Regions from separate parts of the Mus musculus genome. Here region 1 is linked to region 2. The links are chromatin contacts, called in public Hi-C maps. All regions are on one chromosome and are shown on one strand. Each heading gives the region's core, a stretch centred on a gene start, on an enhancer-like site or on the middle of the called end of the contact. The rest is flanking DNA. Distances are from core to core; before and after follow the strand shown. Region 1 has its middle 39 kb from the start of D330037F02Rik. Region 2 has its middle 48 kb from the start of Gm39448.

Region 1 (4,628 bases), core at 1,005-3,504, 93 kb after region 2:
GGTGCAGCTCCCGTGAGTGAGAGTTTACATGCAGAGCTGCGGCGGAGGACTTCGCTGTATTTTCTGGGTGAGAAATGGCTGTGCTCATCCCGTCCAGTGGAAAAGGATGATTGTGTGTGTTCTGTTGTCTTCTAATAGTCATTCCGTCAATAAAGCATCATTTCCGTCTTTTGAGGGGAGCTGGAGTGCCGGCATCTATTTCTGAATAAAAGAGGGATGCACAAAAGCTTTCCAGGTAAAAATCCTCCACACACCTAAATATGGAGAGCAGTATTTCCAAATTTATCTTTGTTTAAACATATTCACTTTATATCTCTCTCATGGCCCCCTCCCAGTCACCCTCTCTCACAATCCTTCTCCCATGCCCCCTCCCCTCCTCCTCTGAGTGGGTGGGGGTCCCCCTGTGTATTCCCCCACCCTGGCACATCAAGTCTCTGTGAGGCTAGGTGCATCCTCTCCCACTGAGGCCAGACAAGGCAGCCCAGCTAGAAGAACATATCCCACAGACAGGCAGCAGTTTTTTAGATAGCTCCTGCTCCAGTTGTTTGAGACCCACATGAATACCAAGCTGCATATATGCTGCATATGTATGGGGAGGCCTAGGTCCAGCCTGTCTATGTTCTTTGGTTGGTGGTTCAGTCTCTAAGAGCCCCAAGGGTCCAGGTTAATTGACTCTGTTGGTCTTCCTGTGGAGTTCCTATCTCCGTAGAGGCTGCAATCCTTCCTCCTATTCTCCCCTAAGAGTCTCCAAGCTCCATCCACTGTTTGGCTGTGTGTGCATCTGTCTGAGTCAGCTGCTGGGTGGAGCCTCTCAGTGGACAGCTGTGCTAGATTCCTGTCTACAAGCACAACAGAGTATCATTAATAGTGTCAGGGATTGGTGCTTGCTCTTAAGATAGGTCTCAAGTTGGGCCTGTTATTGGTTGACCACTTCAACCTCTGCTCCATCCTTTGTTCCTGCATTTCTTGTAACTAGATTAAATTTGGGGTTGAAAGTTTTGTGGATGGGTTGTGTCCCTATAGCTCCACTGGATGGAACTTGAGAATATCATCCTGAGTGAGGTGAACCAGACCCTAAAGGACATCAATAGTATGTACTTTACTTATAAGTGGACATTAGCCATAAAGTACAGGATACCCATGCTATACTTCACAGACCCAAGGAAGCTAAACAAAAAGGAAGACTCAAATAAGGATGCTGGAAACTCACTTAGAAGGGGGATAAAATAGTCATAAGAGGCAGATGGAAAGAGGGAACAGTGTGGGAGAGGGAATGGGAAGGGGGATGGGGGGTTGAGATCAGGTGTGGGGTGAGACAGGAGAGATGACCATGAGAAGATCATGAGAATGGATGGAAATCTGCCACTGACAGGGGTGGGGGTGGGAAGCATCTCCAGGGCAAGACAGAGATCTGGGATAAGAGATGAGCCCAAGAATCAATGGGGGGTGACCTTAGCCATGACTCATAGCATTGGGGATATGGAACCTGAAGAGGGTACCTCCTGTAGCCAGGCAGCAACCAAATCTCTCTCTCTATGGACAGTAGCCAACAGAAGACTAGGGCAAAGCTCTGTGCTAGTTAAAAGAAGCAGACGAAATCCTGAATGAGACTGGCCCTCACTTGGCTCCTGCTCACACTGCAGTAGATTGATTTCGAGGACAACAGAAGCCCTCTTTCGGGCAAAGAACCACTGGTGTTCACAGGTGACATCATCGCTCCACCCCTCAAAGGTAGAGTCTGAAGACTGCAGTTCAATCCTTCAACACTCTGTTGAGAGATGCCCCGCCCCCTGCCCTAGATACCTTTGCCACTTCAATCATTCGTGGCTAACAGTGATCTGAACATATTACTCTTGTCTTGACTGTTTCAGGAGAAGGGTAAGAAAAAGACCGCATTCACATAGCATCATCACAGAATGCTATTATAAATGTTTTATTTTATTGCTATTTATTGCTGGTGTCAATCTGTGTCTAATTAAATGCTCTCATTGGTAAATATGTATAGAAAAAAAACCCAATATACACAGGGTTGGGTACTACAGGCAATGGCGTACACTAGAATTGGGGTTCATCCCTCTTATCGATGTGGTGGACTGCTGTATCCAGTCAAGGATATAGTACAGTGAATGGGTACCAGCAGCCAGCTGTTTCCCAGCTCTTGGGATGCTTGCTGTTGGAATCCAGGCTGTAAGGAGGCTCATCTGCCCCTGCCTGGGCTGTGGAGATGCCATCTAGTGGAGTACAGGCGAACTGTTCCCGTCCAGACCTGACCAAATGCCCGATTAGTTAGCAGAACGTGATTGTTGTTTGACAGTGAAGTGTTACTTGAAACGATTATCACGAGTTGGTTTGCTGCTTAGAAACAACCAGCTGCAGTATTGCCCTGAATAGAATATGGAGGAAGGGAAGCCAAGCTAATGTCGATCCCATGGAAAGGCGCTGGGAGAGATTGGAAGACGTCAACCTGTGAAGTGTTTGTCCCACGAGAAGAGTGTGAGCACAATCTCCTGACCTGTGTAAAACATGTCCCTGACCTGTGTAAAACATGTCCCTGACCTGTGTAAAACATGTTCCTGACCTGTGTAAAACATGTTCCTGACCTGTGTAAAACATGTCAATTGTGGTAGCACGTGCTTGCAACCCCAGGGCTGGAGGGGTCGAGACAAGGCAGCTCCCTGGGACTCGCTGGCTGCCAACCCTGGCCTCCCTGGCAAATTCCAGGCAGTTAAGAGACCCTGTCTCCAAGAAAAGAGACTGCGATGGTACCTGAGGAGCAACAGCTAAGGTTGACTTCTGGTTCACACACACATATACACACACACACATGAAAACATACAACATATACACACAGAGGTCTTGGGGACTTCTCTTTGCTCTTGCTTTGACATTATTGGAGGGTGGAAGATGTGTGGCCCACCTGCTCATTGATCCAGGCAACACTCACCTGGATACTAGAGGCCATCCTAGACCAACCGGCCTCCCCTCTCCTGATCACTAATGTATGGGCAAGCTGGTTAGGAACATCAGTCTAACCCAGACTAGAGCATCTTGGGTGTTCATCCAACTGGAATAGTGCTGGTCTCTGTCATTGCTGGGATGTGGAGAGACAAGAGGCAATGCCAGCACGCCCAATTTCTACCGCCTTATAACAAGTTAGGAAAATAACTGTCAAGCATCATGCATGACTGCTAGGGAGCTAGCACTAATGACTCTGACACATGTATAAAGAAAGGTCACATGTTAAGAAAAAATATTTTACGGTAGTACACTTAAGTGATGAATGAAAATAACTATGGACACAAGAGTAACATTTTGAAATAGAAGATATGGGGCAGGAGAGGTGGTGGCTTGGTCAGTAAAGAGTCTGCTGTATAAGCACAAGAGCGAGAGTTAGATCCGCAGAACCCATGTAAACATGATAGTCTCGGAGATGCAGGGAGCTCCGGGGAGATGCACGGAGACACAGCTCCCTGGGACTTGCTCACTGATAGTCTAGACTCTCCAAGTTGATGAGCTCCAAGCCAGCAGGAGAATCTATTTCAAAGGGAAATGTGTGAATGGTACCTTCAGAACAAGCTGGAAGGGACCAGAGGAGACACCCAAGTTTGTCTTCTGATACACATACAAACACGCACGTGTACACTCACAGGAATACACAGAAACCAGAGTACTCTGAAAGCAAGTGATTTAAAGCTTCATGTATTAGACCCAAAGTCTCACGCTGAGAGAAAACAATGACTCCATTGTCGATTGAAATACTTTCCTGGCTGGGCAGAGGAGGCACATGCCTTTAATCCCAGCACTTGGGAGGCAGAGACAGGAGGATTTCTGAGTTCAAGGTTAGTCTGGTCTACAAAGTGAGTTCCAGGACAGCCAGGGCTACACAGAGAAACCCTGACGTGAAAACCCGGAAAATAAAAGAGAAGAAAAGAAAAAAAGAAAAGAAAAGAAAGGAAGTACTTTTTCCTTCTGGCACTGGAAGCTCCTCGGCATGTGGCTGTGTGACTGGACACCGATGTCTGCTGAGCTGCACAGGAAACAGTGAGCACAGATGCTATCCACCTCTTCCACATATCAGTTAACCGTGATCTATCACAGGACGAAACCCACAACAACTGCCTCTCCTTTGTGATTTGAGAAAGAATATGTGCTCTGATGGGTATGACAGAACAGGTGGATCTTGGAAAGTTGTTGGAGGAAATGTAACAGTAATTTTAAAAGCAGTGTTGACAACGTCTGCTCTCTGGCACTTACTGCTCTTCTAAAAGTCAGCACAAGGGGTGCTTCCTGTTATGCGGATCAGAACGCAAACCCTTTCTGATTGGTTTTTCCTAAAAGTTGGTGTGCGTGGAGACTTAGCTATTGTTTATTATTTAATTATTAATTATTAGTAAATTTCCGTTTTCTGAGACAAAGTTTCTTGGTGTAGGTCTGGATGTCCTGGAACTCACTCTGTAGGCTGATCTCAAACTCACAGACATCTGCCTGCCTCTGCCTCCCAAGTACTGGGATCAAAGGAGTGGGCCACCATGCCTGGTGAGTTAGCTGTTTTCAAAGCCTTAGTTTGGTCTTGGGTGTTGTGACTCCCATATGATTTAGATGCTCTGCTGTGGCCCAGGGCAGGAGCT
Region 2 (4,962 bases), core at 1,780-4,279:
TGGGGCTCTGGATCACAGAAGGTTTTCTAAGGGAGAGGAGAAACCCTGCCTCCTCCGGTTTTGGTGAATGTTGGGTGTACTTTCCACGAGGTACCTCAGGGTTTCCAGAGGTAGGATTGTCAGCCCATGGGGCAGTCCCCAAAGGTTAGATTTAGAGTCTGGATGCGGGCCAGGACAGCCTTATTGGCTAGGCCCAGAAGTACCAGAAGAGAATGAGGTCCCCCGTGGAAGGGCATACCAGGTTGAGCTATACTAGTTGTAAGTTTCTGGGTGTGCAGGATGGAGGATGCTCACTCTGGCCTGCTTCCCCACTGGCATGGAGATACACATGCCTCTTCTTTCTAGAACCTGCACCCCTTCCAGCTGGTCATCTGAGAAGCTGAGAGTTTAGCAGCAAGAGGAAACAGAAACCAGAGATAGAGTCTGCCAGGTGGGGCCGTAGGTGTTGGGTAGAGATACTGTCTAGCAACTTGGGACTGACTGGCAACTCTGGAAAGCTGAGATCTACAGGATGACTTTATCCCTGAATCCAATGGAATTATGGGCAAAGAACATGGCTAACGTACATCTAATCCTCCTCCCCCACTACAATGTAGAATTCCCTTCAAAGCTTCATGTGGTGACCAGAGGCCTACTACTCCCACAGATGACCATAACCACTTCCTGTTCTGCATATTTATTTTATTGAATTCCCTCTAATTAATTTTCTAGAGACAACTCTTCTCTTACCTTCCATTTGACTGGTCTTAGTATCTCAAATGCATGTATGATGGTTATCTCTAATAGTATGTTTGACACAACCTAGAACTCTCGTGTCGTGTCATGGATTGGGGAAGAGTAGAGAGAGCAAGCTGAGGACTAGGCATGCTTGGGTTTTGTTTCTCTTTATTTTTGACTGTGCATGTAGCTAGCTACTTTGAGTTCCTGTCTCCGTGACTTTCCCGCAGTGATGGACCACACTATGGAATTGTAAGGTATAATAATTCCTTTCCTCCTGTAAGTTGCTTTTGACAAGGATATTCATCACAGTAACAAAATTGAAGTAGACAACATGACACCCTTCCCACACTCTCATTTAGCATGTTGATAACATGGCTTTTGTCTTTGGCCTGTCTTCCTGGTCCCTGGCTTCACTTAGCTTGCACAGATCTCAAAGTCTACTAGTCCTGGTTTGTCTGCCCCCAGACAGAATTGGCATAGTCACTTCTTGTCTTTTGAATAAGAAATGTCTCCCACAGGCTCATGGGTGCATTTGAATATTTGGTGGTTCCTAGTTGGTATTGCTGTTTCAAGGTTGTAGAGTGTTTAGGAATGGAAGCCTCCGTGGAGGAAGTGTGTCTCTGGAGGTGGGCCTTGAGGTTTTACAGACTGGTTCCACTTCCTGTCTGCATTATTTCTTGACCTTTTAAGATGCCTGCAGTGTCTGCTGCATGCTTCCCCCATCCTGAAGTCCTCGGTGCCTTTGTTGCTGTGATGGAACGTGCTCTCTCCTGTGAGCCAAAGCAGATTTTTCCTGTGGTTACAACAATGAGATCAGAAACGGCAACAGGACACAGACTCTACCAGCCGCTCCCCAGTCTGGTCCTTCAATCCTTCCAGGTGTTTACGAGAAACCATTTTATTTTCGTACCAGCATTTCCTTTCTATTACATGTCTTCAGTTGTAAGTGTGCACACATGTGAGCACATGCATGTGGGTGCCTATCATGGTGAGCATATGGAGGTCAGAGGATAGGTTGCGGGGCTTATGTCTTCCCCTTCTGCCATGTGGGTGCTGGGGATGGAACAAAGGTTGTAGGTTGATGTTGGGATGCTTTGACTTAATCGGGGATCTGTGTGCCTATACACTAAAGGTCCTTGTCCCCAATTGGTTTTTGATCAGTCAATAAAGAGTCAGTAGCCAATGGCTGGGCAGAAAGGCTAGGAGAGAGGAGGGAGCAGAGGGAGATTTTCCATGTTCAAGAGGGAGACAGAAGGGATGTTGGAGCTTCAGGAGAGAAAGCCAACCAACCGTGTCATATCTCAGATAAGTGGCCACTGGCCGCTTCCTTGATTAGGCCTGAGGTACAAGGCAAGAGGCTAACAAGTGTCCAACCATTGAGCTAGCAAGGCACATTAAAAATAAGCTAATATGTGTTGTCTTTTATCCGAGTATCCAAAGTTTCCCTGGGTGGGTGGCTGGAAGTGCAGCCTGCCCAGGAGCATAAAGCGGGGTAGATAAGACCACAAGCTACAAAAAAAAAAAAAAAAAAGACCACAAGCTACAATAGGTCGTCAGACTTGGAGGCAAGCACTTTTACCTGTTGAGCAATATCATCACCCAGGCAACAGTAAATCTTTACCAGCCCTCTCCCTATTTGCAACCAACCCCCACCCCCTGATTCTCGGCTTTCTGAGGCTCAGGATAACCTTATTTTGTTTTCCTGGTTACCTTCTAGTTCTAGAACATTATATTAATTTTGCATTTGTTATATATATATAAGATTTCTCTTAAATGGATTTAAATAAAAATGCAAGTCAATTAAAAGCAAAATGTTAAGTACATTCAAAGGTGATACTTTTTTTAAAACTGTGTCAATCATTGGAGTTATTCTAGGTTAGTATCAACCATTCTGCTTAGAAGCTAACCTCTAGCCCAACATTCCCTTAGGGACTCTGTGACAGACTGTCCTGGGAAGGAAGACATCATCTTGGTAGGAAGAGCCTCTTCCTCTTGTTCTCGCTCTCTCTGAACTGACAACTTTCATACAGAAACAAGACTGTGAGGAGCAGAATATGAGGGAGGCTGGGCTGTGAGACCAAATCCCACATTTACTGCCTTATTCATCCATGTCACGGCCAAACCCTGGCAAGTTACAAGAAGAGGAGAGGCAGAGGCACACCTATTCAGGAGGTGGTTGAAGGCAGAAGGTACACTGGCCCCTAGAAAGCTTCAAAGAGGCTCCGAGAGCCTTTTATGCTTGGGAGTCAGTGTTTACCTGGGCAGAATCTGGATGTGGTCAATCTCTAAGCAGCCAGTCCTTGAGGCTGTGTTTGGATGCTGTCTTGAGGGAGTAGCCCGTGTCAGTCTCTGCACCTTTTTATGCCAGCATGTGACATTCAAGGGGACAAAAAGTTTTCCATAGTGGCTTTGTTCTTTATGTTATTACATCCGCCATTGACTTCATTGGCTGGCATTTAAAAGAGGAAGCTCTTTAAACTAAGCTGTCACGCTTGTGGTTTTAGAGGTTGGCACAGCAGACAGGTGTGGAAGAAAACTCTGTATGAAGCAGGCAGATGCAATTCTTCTAACAATTTACCCACCTCTAGGAAAAATGTCCTCGTGGACCCAAAGCATCATGGGAGTTTGCCCAGCAAACTCATAGTCTCGCCATGTTTCTGGCCTGTGTGGTAAGCAGCATGGGGGATGTCATTGGAGAGAAGGAGCTTGTAGAACTTTCTGGGTCTACCTCATGTGTTCGCCTTTCTTAATTAGTCACAAGTGTCATCTCATTTCAGTCCTTACTCAAAACTTCTGGTCTAAGCCAGTTTAATGCAGCGCTGTTCTTAATCCTCATTGCCAACAGGGTGGGAGTTAGGATCACCATGGGACATCCTCCATCTTATCTATGAGGGGGTTTCTGGATTGGATTAGTTGAGGCATAAATGCCTACTCTTAACTGTGGGTGGCACTATGTCATACAGTGGCACCCTGAACTGAATTAAAAGGAAAAACTGAGCTGAGCACTGGTGTCCCCATCTCTGTGCTTCCGATTCAATACAATATGACACACTGCCTCACACTCCTGGCTCTATAGCTCACTCACCTCAGACCAGGGGCAGAATAAACCCTTCATTTCTTTAGTTGCCTTTGTCACGGCATCAAGGAAATCCATCTGACTGTTTCCTTACACATGTTTAGCCTAGACAATCCAAAATGGACCCAAGGGCAGGGCAGAAGCTCACAGTAGCACACATATGGGTAATAGTACTGATTCTCACAGTGGACACTTTCCTCAAACTGAAAGGCAGGCTTTGGTGATCTCCATATCTGCCCATCTGCATCTGCTCTAAACACAGATAGGCCACGCCCTTTTCTTTGTTTCTCTGTGTTGCAGGAAGCTGCATTCTCTAGCATCCCTGGTCAACAGCTTTCTGGTTGACTTCAGCCAGAAGTACCAGTGTGAAATTATGGTCAAGAGAGTAAGAACCTTCACTCCCCTTTCTTAATTAGCCAGTTACACCATATTCCCTCTCCCTCCAGGGCAGGTAGTGGCCACGTCCTGCCTCCTGCTTCTTCTCTATGTTCTTTGCTGTGTTCTGTTAACCTCCTATACTCTAACGACTCTGAGGTAACCAATCTTGATAACGAGCTCCCCACCCCCACGCCCTTACAGTGGCCTAGATAGCTGCAGGTTTCCTGGTCAGGCCTGTCTGATATGCCGTGACAGAGGTTAGTAGGTCTCCCCTATAAAAGGGCCATAGGAAAAGTGTTTATATCTAAACACTTAGGCTTCCTTGGCCAGCGGCCAAAATAGAAGAATTTATTGGATGGTATTTAATGAACAAAGACAAAAAGAAATAAATGTCCACAAGTTATTTTAGCCCATGGGCCCTACTAAGATAGGTGTGAATCAGATTTAGTCGGCCAGGAAGACTATAGGACAGCACCGTCTGAGAGACCAGCATCCAAGCGGGAGTGGGTGGTGACTTGAAGGTGCAATACTACAAGACAAGATAGAGTGCTCGTCACTCTCCAGAAATATCAGCCTGGTCATGTGACCATCCTGACTGGAGTGGAGATAGCCTAAGGAGATACTTGTGCCCCTAGTTTTTGTTATCAGGCTGTCGAGGCAATGGACCTAAGGATTCAAGATTTCTGCAGAAGTCTCATATCAGAAGGAAATGTCCAAGATCTGGCGCCAGTTGGAGGACAACTTGTCTCCTAGTATGAGACTGCAAGCAGCTCTGATTTGTTAGAATA

The links. A called contact is a pair of places that touch in the nucleus more often than the background predicts.
Region 1: a Hi-C map of CD8 T cells shows a contact between it and region 2, with 3 times the contacts expected there. The contact joins two enhancer-like sites. A contact is called at or near these places in 39 of 484 Hi-C or Micro-C datasets (the 63-12 cell line, the AtT-20 cell line, the C10 cell line and 13 more), 7 of 115 datasets of contacts at active chromatin or transcription factors (DN3 thymocytes, T-cell acute lymphoblastic leukemia, Th17 cells and 4 more) and 1 of 9 other capture datasets (embryonic stem cells).

Annotation. Positions count from the first base shown.
Region 1 is chr9:115,702,222-115,706,849 of GRCm38.p6, forward strand. No RefSeq gene overlaps it. Among named protein-coding and RNA genes, the nearest start is that of D330037F02Rik, 39 kb to the left of the region's middle. Within about 2 kb of position 2,255, at least 20 of the 459 cell types and tissues checked have an H3K27ac peak or open chromatin away from gene starts, as enhancers often do. A contact at or near this core is called in CD8 T cells, DN3 thymocytes and thymic regulatory T cells, where this site is marked.
Region 2 is chr9:115,608,717-115,613,678 of GRCm38.p6, forward strand. No RefSeq gene overlaps it. Among named protein-coding and RNA genes, the nearest start is that of Gm39448, 48 kb to the right of the region's middle. Within about 2 kb of position 3,030, at least 75 of the 459 cell types and tissues checked have an H3K27ac peak or open chromatin away from gene starts, as enhancers often do. A contact at or near this core is called in CD8 T cells, DN3 thymocytes and thymic regulatory T cells, where this site is marked.